Regions from separate parts of the Ovis aries genome. Here region 1 is linked to region 2. A link is a contact called in public Hi-C data. All regions are on one chromosome and are shown on one strand. Each heading gives the region's core, a stretch centred on a gene start, on an enhancer-like site or on the middle of the called end of the contact. The rest is flanking DNA. Distances are from core to core; before and after follow the strand shown. Region 1 holds the start of ANKRD17 (ankyrin repeat domain 17). Region 2 holds the start of LOC101103154 (cytochrome c oxidase assembly protein COX18, mitochondrial).

Evidence for each region. A called contact is a pair of places that touch in the nucleus more often than the background predicts.
Region 1: a Hi-C map of liver shows a contact between it and region 2, with 6 times the contacts expected there. The contact joins the promoter of ANKRD17 here to the promoter of LOC101103154 in region 2. A contact is called at or near these places in 10 of 16 Hi-C or Micro-C datasets (blood, hypothalamus, liver and 5 more).

Annotation. Positions count from the first base shown.
Region 1 is chr6:89,100,867-89,104,800 of ARS-UI_Ramb_v3.0, reverse strand. ANKRD17 (ankyrin repeat domain 17) reads left to right here and starts at 2,439. Exons shown (of 33, transcript XM_027971068.3): 1 at 2,439-2,983. The coding sequence starts at 2,570. It overlaps LOC132659963 (a long non-coding RNA gene), which reads right to left and starts at 2,040. Exons shown (of 3, transcript XR_009601060.1): 1 at 2,009-2,040.
Region 2 is chr6:88,927,655-88,931,194 of ARS-UI_Ramb_v3.0, reverse strand. It overlaps LOC101103154 (cytochrome c oxidase assembly protein COX18, mitochondrial), which reads left to right and starts at 1,732. Exons shown (of 6, transcript XM_027971062.3): 1 at 1,732-2,155; 2 at 2,765-2,865. The coding sequence starts at 1,814.

The sequences.
Region 1 (3,934 bases), core at 1,190-3,689, 170 kb before region 2:
GTTGGGATAATTAGTCTAGCTGTATCTCCAAGAATAAATAAGTTTCATGAATGATTCTGCTACAAGGTTCTAAAAGGAAAAAAAAAATGCTAGATAAAAATAATAAAAAGTCACTCCAGAGGCTTTGTCCATTTCAGTAGGTTCAACCTTATTCTACTAGTTCCAATAAATTATTTCCTTATTATATAAAAGATAAGAATTCATTTTCTTCTAAATAATGGGATTACTTTAGAGTATTTTTGATAGTGATAGGTGCAGAAATTAGACTGTAGAGAGTTAATAAATGAGATTCAGATAATAAAAAGAGACATCGAACGTAGAGTACTCTTTAAAGCTTGGTTGTGGAGGAAAGGAGATAGAGTGGAAGGACAATTGTAGAAGCCTGAAGACAGAAAAGATAAAAGGGAAATACGGGATTGGAACTAGAGGAAAGATGGACAATTCATTTTATGTAAGAGCAGGGATTGTCTCATTCCACTGATATTGGAGGAAAGATTCAGAAGTATCTAAGTTTCTAGCATTTGGAAAATTGAAGGCATTTTTGTCTAATAGCATCGGCCTTCTAATTATATGTGGCAGGGATTTAAAGACTGCAAAAGTGTTCTAGTGGGTAGGATGAAAAAGGTGCTTCAGAATATACAAGCAGGAGGGAGGAATCCACCTGAGGTTATGACCTAAATCTGTAGTGTTAAAATATACAATGTACTGGGCTTCCCTGGTGCTCAGAAGGTAAAGAATACACCCGTAATGCGGGACATCTCGATCCCTGGGTTGGGAAGATCCCCTGGAGGAGGGCATGGCAACCCACTCCAGTATTCTTCCATGGAGAATCCCCATGGACAGAGGAGCCTGGTGGTCTACAGTCCATGGGGTCGTAAAGAGTCAGACACGACTGAGCACCTTAGCTGCACAATACTGTTCTGCACTTAGCAACCACTGTACAAGAGGTACAGGCAGAAGGTTAGCACTCTCTGTGTATTTACTATAACACTTATGTCACTGCAAAGCCCCTGGAAGCAGAGACTTAGATTTTAGAAACTATGCACATAGTAGGCACATGATGAATTTTTTCTTGAATGAATCGATTCAGTCATTGCCAATTCTGCCATAGTACTCTGCAGACTACTGGCAACTGCCCACATTTCATATGGTATGCCAATGCTAAAAAGAAAAAAAAAAAAAAGCTAAAAAAATTCAGGCACACTCAGCTAAACTTAGCAGTCTTAAAATGGCAACTATGTCAGCTGAGACATACTTTTTATCTTGTGCCAGTACATCTGTCTTTGATGTTTCCTTCATTTTCCTTATGCTGCTGTGCCCTTATTGAACCTGAAAGGGCTCATTGAGTTCAATAAGCTACGCTATTATTTCAAAAGTCCTGCAAGTTCTTCAGACATCCACAAATGAACTCACAACCCCTATCACAATATTCCTTCCAAGAGAAACACAGACAAGGATGATTACTTATGATGCTTACTTCACAGATAAAAGCCGAGAAGGTGATGGAGTGGAAGGACTAAATCGGGGTCATTCACTAAAACGTCTGCAAAGTCAGGCGCATATCCTGCTTCCTTCTCCTGTCTTCAGCCCTTTAGAGGAAACTTTAGACTTGCAGTGATCTCAGACATCAACTAATCGAACTCCTTATGTTGGTAACACAAGTGTAAACTCAGGTTCAGGAAGTCTATGATCCAAGACTCAAACTGAGGCAAAAGGGACTCTTTCCTTCATACTACGCCAGCTCTCAAGATCCAAAGCCCTAACTCACCATTTGGCGGTGGAAAAAATGGCCAGGAACGAAACTACGTACGGCAGTCCAGAACCAGGCCCCACCTCCCGGATCAGGCTGTCCGGGCCTCCTGCTAACAAAGCGTCTGGCCCGAGCTTCCGTACCCGCTCCCACCCGGCCCGGGCTGCTCCGCTCCAGCCCGCCCGCTCAGCCGCCCGCCCCATGCACCGCAGCACCGCCCGCTCGCGAAGGCCGGAGACCCGGCCCTCTAAGTCTCACTTTCGTCTTTCGGCCACCCGCGCGCCACCACTCAGGCGACGGCTGATGGCGTCACTCGTACTTCCGCCTGCGGCTGCGTTCTATACACCAGCGAGGAAGGAAGAAGGGAGGTCTGAAGGGTTGTGTGTGGGGGAAATAGCGAGGAAAGAGAAGCGATCCGGGTACTAGCGGGCGCTACGGCAATCACCGCGGCCCTCCTCTGTCCCCGCCGTCCCCCCCATCGGAAGTCGCCCTAGGCACACTTCCCCCGACTCTCGGTAGTCTCCCCTCTGCTGGATCTCCGAGCACCCGGGTCTCCCTCTTCGCTTCCCCCACCCCCCGCTTGCTCCCTCACGCTCCCTCCCTCTCCCTCCCTCCCATCGTCAGGCTCCCCGCCCTTAGTATCGCGAGACGAGGTGAGAGCTGGCGGAGCGGCGGCGGCGGCGGCGGCAGTAGAGGTGACCGAGGCGGTGGCGGCGGAGGCGGCACCGAGCGCTGTGTCGGCCCCGGTGCGGCCGAAGTCGCGGTAGAGCGTAGCCCCCACGCCCCTCCCCCGTCCGCGCCCTCCCTCTTTCCCCGGAGATGGAGAAGGCGACGGTTCCGGTGGCGGCGGCTGAGGGAGAAGGGAGCCCCCCGGCGGTGGCGGCGGTGGCGGGCCCCCCCGCGGCGGCGGCGGCGGCGGCGGCGGCGGCGGCAGCAGCGGAGGTCGGCAGCGGCATTGGCGGCGGCAGCGGGGCTCGCTCGGCCTCGTCTCCTCGTGGGATGGTGCGAGTCTGCGATCTGCTCCTGAAGAAGAAGCCGCCGCAGCAGCAGCACCACAAGGCCAAGCGTAACCGGACTTGCCGACCCCCCAGCAGCAGCGAAAGCAGCAGCGACAGCGACAACAGCGGCGGCGGCGGAGGCGGCGGCGGCGGCGGAGGCGGCGGCGGCGGCACCAGCAGCAACAACAGCGAGGAAGAAGAGGACGACGACGACGAGGAAGAAGAGGTTTCTGAGGCAAGGGCCTGCTTTCAAAGGAAGAAGGGAGGAAGGGAGTGTAAAGGGCCGGGGCCAAAGGTGGGAGGGGACTTGCGAGGGGACCGATTCCTGTGGGCTTGATCTGTCTTCGGGGCTGGGCTTTCCACCGCTCTCTTTCTTTCCCGGGCCGAAATCGTGAGGTGTGGACATGTGGGGGAGGGTAGCTGACACGTGGGGGTGGGAGGACCGCAGAGTCCACAGAGTTGCTGCACAGCACGTTACCCTGGCATGGTTCACACGGTTAAGGGTGGAAGGAATTGGTTAGATTCACTGTGTGCACACCCGGCGGGGTCGGCCTCAGGCCAGTAGGGCCCTGTTACTCCTGGGGCGGGGGCGGGACCAAAGCGGGAGGGGTAAGATAATAGGTAGGAGAGTCTCTTGGGGAAAGATTAAGAGGTTGGTAGATTTCTCCCACTAGTGAGGTGGAGGGGAGCAGTTTGAGGGGGAGGCAAGCTTGTAATGGACTGAGAGCTAAGTATTTGTGTGAGAGACACGTGAGAAGCTGTACTTTTCCATACTGTTCTGCTGCAGGTTCCCCCCCCCCCCCCCCCCCCCACCAATAATTGTGGCTGGTGAAGTCACCTTCACTTACTCGATCTCTCAAAGATTTTGGATGAATTGATCTTATATCCATTTACATTGATATATGACTCAGTGGATGAAAAATGTATTTGATCCTTACTGTACATACTCATACATTTTCAAATGCTTCCTTGGTGAGGAAGAATTAAGCTAGGCCCTGTTGCTTTCCACAGAATGTGGAGCAGCCTAAGACGCTGCTTGGGAGCCAGGGTTGGTTGTGGTGAGTTGGAATAGGAAGAAGGCCTCTTGGTCTGTCCTAGTGATCTGGTTTCATAACTGTTTATAATTTTTCCTGGGTTCACAGACAGGCGGCGTTGCAGGCCCTCATTCTTCAAAGAAGGCATTTAA
Region 2 (3,540 bases), core at 483-2,982:
TTTCTCCCTACATTCTATACCAAGTAGATAGCCAGTCCTGATCATCTCCATTAACCAAATTGTAAACTGTATGTTTTAAGTATATGAAATTAGGTTAAATATTCATACATTTTATTTAGGTCACAATATTCAAACTTAGAGAAGTGGAACATTTTTAAATGAGACTATAAGCTGTGACCCCAAAATGTAGCAGAAAAGGTGAACCTACACTCATCGAAGAAGTTCCAGCCCCGACTCCTGAATACAAATCCACAGAAGGAAGTCTTAGGAATTTGAGGAATAGCTTGAAAAATTATTGATTTAAATTATCTGAATAGTGAATGCATAAACGTGGAGTTTTTATTTTAGGATCTTTTTCCTTTCATTAACTCCTTTTCTCCTACATATCAAAGGTCACAGTCCTTAGGCCTAAATGGCGCTGCAGAAAGTCCAACTCCTGATGTTATCAGGTCTCTGCAACAAGAGGAGTGCAGCAGCATAGAAGTTGTTCCTTTGCTCCCTCAACCTTCAGGCCAAGATAATTCCATGTAAAATTCTTTTCCACTTTAAACCAGTAGTCAGTACCAATAGGTTGCTTGTTTTAACTTGACAAGTGGATAGGGAGACAGCGATACAGGCTTTTACTTTTGGAAAAAAAATTCTGTATGTAACATATGTTGGGATGTGTGTGTTAACATATAAAATTTCATGAATGGATTTAATCATGCAATCTGAAGGAAGATCACTTCCTGAACCCAGCGAAAATACATCTGGTACCCCTGGGTAGGTGCACAGTGAAGCAAGAACAGTAGCTCCAGTTTGACATTACCCCAATATTGGCTGGCACCTTCGTTTTAATCAATGATTTTGTTCCTCAACACAATTTGGCCTCTAGGTCTAACGATGATCATTATGTTAAGAAACTCCATGTCATCCCATAGTGTTCCCAGGAACACAAAGCTAAAAACTAGTCCATGTATATTTAGCCTGCTCCTTTTAACCAGAAGACACCTGATGTTGCTGTTCAGGCTCCTGAAAGTTTATACATGATGTTAAGCCCCAATAAAGAAGTCACCGTGCTGCCAGTGATAATTACCCTTAACTCAGGAGATGGTTCTTTACTCTTAATAAACTTTACTGCTCTTTATAATGAAAGATGAAACACTAAAACTGGTTCTGAAAATGCCTATTAGGACAAATGAGCAAATTAAATATTTATAGCACAGACTATAAATATGCTTAGTGCATAAAGACTTGATTTCAACAACACAGAAACACGCCTCTCTCCAAACTGGCATTTCAGCAACGCGTTCAAGGTAGAGTATAATCTCAATCCCTAGCGGAAGCAATCGGGGCGCACATAAAGACGTGGAGGGCTACCTTCTGATCACAAAAAGCACCCACAAAGCTTAAACCATGACATGATTAGCTAAGTCAAAAAGAACGTAAAGGTATATGCCGAAGACCGACTTTACAGGACGAGAGCTTCCTAGAGAACGCCTCGCCGCGCCCCGGGCACCAAGTCCCACCCCCAACACTACAATTCCGGTCTAGCCTCGAGGAGCTCCACCGCGGCAGCGCGAAAGTTTCGTGTCTGCGCAGTAGGCTTGCTCAGTGCCGCGTGGGAAAGGTGGGACTTTCCTGCCTCGTGCGTCATCTCTAGTGCGACTCAGTACGTCACTGGCTTGACCGGGAAGGTCAACTGTGGCTACCCGCGGGATCCCGCCCACTCCACGCCGGGGTTGCTGGCGCATGCGCGTAGAGGCCTCGGCGGAGCGGTGCGAGCGTTCCTGGTCCGTGAGGCCGGCGTTTCGGTCCCAGCCCTGGCGCGGAGATGCTGTGCCGGCTCAGCGTTAGGTGGTTGCGGCCCCGGCCTGCCCTGCAGGTCCGTGTCTTGGACCCATCGCTCGCAGGGGCCCCAGCGGGCGGCGCCAAGAGCTCCGCTCTGCCAGTGTGGGCGGTGGCATCGGTCTCCGCAGTTGGCCCGAGCGGCGCGGGAGGCTGGTACGAGGCCTTGGCTACCTCGGCGCCGGTGCAGAGCGCAGAGGACGTACTGCTCTTCGCCCACACCGCCTCGGGCCTGCCCTGGTGGGGCAGCATTCTCCTCACCACCGTGGCCCTGCGCGGGGCCGTCACGCTACCCCTGGCTGCCTACCAGCACTACATCCTGGCCAAGGTGAGGGGTTTCAAGCCGCGCCATGGACCGTGCATACCCACTTCCGTGGTGAGGAGGGTCCATGTCTCACCGGGGCGTAAGGTCCCCAGATACTTCCGGAGTACTTACTGTTAATCATCAGCACCTTTAAGGCAGCAAGCTTATAAAAAGGAATTAACACAGGTAGAAGTAAATGCAGATTCTTTTATGGCTCTGTACCTACAAAGAACATATTGAAGATACTTTAATAGACTACCGTTTCTTCAGTTTATATTACTGGAAAACCCAGGGTTGAAACATTGAAAGTGTGGAGTGTAGGGCTGATTTAATCCTTAAAATAACCCTGTGAAGTAGGTGCTGTTATACATTTTATATAAGAGGGAACAAGACTTTTGAGGTTGAATAATTTGCCCAACATCACACTGGTTAAGTGTATAAGCTGGAATTTTAATTTGATTGCGATTGAGGATATCTTAAGTTAACATCTTGTGAGCAATCTTAGAGTTTCCTGACACAACCAGTAAACTACATTTTTTTAAATGAGTTTAGGAAATAGAGAGTAAAATTATGAGTGGTTATGAAACAGATCTTTAATGTGCTCATGACAAAGTCTACTTTTTCTTTAGCTAGGTGGAAAATTTGCAGCCAGAAATAAAAAACATTGCACGACATCTTAACCAAGAAGTTGCAGTTCGTGCACATCAGTTGGGATGGTCCAAGAGAGTTGCCAGGTAAGCTAATTCTCTGCATGTAAGACCATGAAAAAATATATATGTATGTATGTGTGTATTACAGGGTATGGTATTCTGTAGCTTTAGCAGCAAAGTGGTTCTTTTTAATAATTTAAAAAGTTTGTGGCATGGAAGGTTTATATACTGGACTGAAAGCAAAAAGAGAAAGCAGAGTTCCTTGATTTTAAAGGACTCCAGATTACTGAAAAAGACAGATGTGTAATCAAATAATGACTGGATTAAGTAACTAAAAAAGATTATGTACAAGGAGTTAAGTCATCATGGGAAGTTAGGGAAGGCTTCACAGGATGCAGATATAGCAGATGCCATTTTGTTGAGATTTTGACAGCATTTTGACAGATTTTGACACCTTCTGACAGCATAGAGCAGGTAGCTGCCCAAAAGAATGAGGAGACAGAAAATATAAATGCCATGGTAAAAGCAACTGGGTAGGCCAGGAGTTGTTACTCTGCTATAGTTATCCTGTGTTGCTGTCTCCCTGAGCTCTTTGAGAGCCCTTGCCTAAGGGTTCTTGACCATGTGAGTAGTTCTATGTGGGCAGCCATCCACTAAGAATTTTTAAGTCTTCTCCTATCCACCTACCCTAGTTCTGCTTAGTTAGGTTCCCAAATTCTGATTCTTACTAGGCTGTGACAAAGTGTTCAGCATCTCATA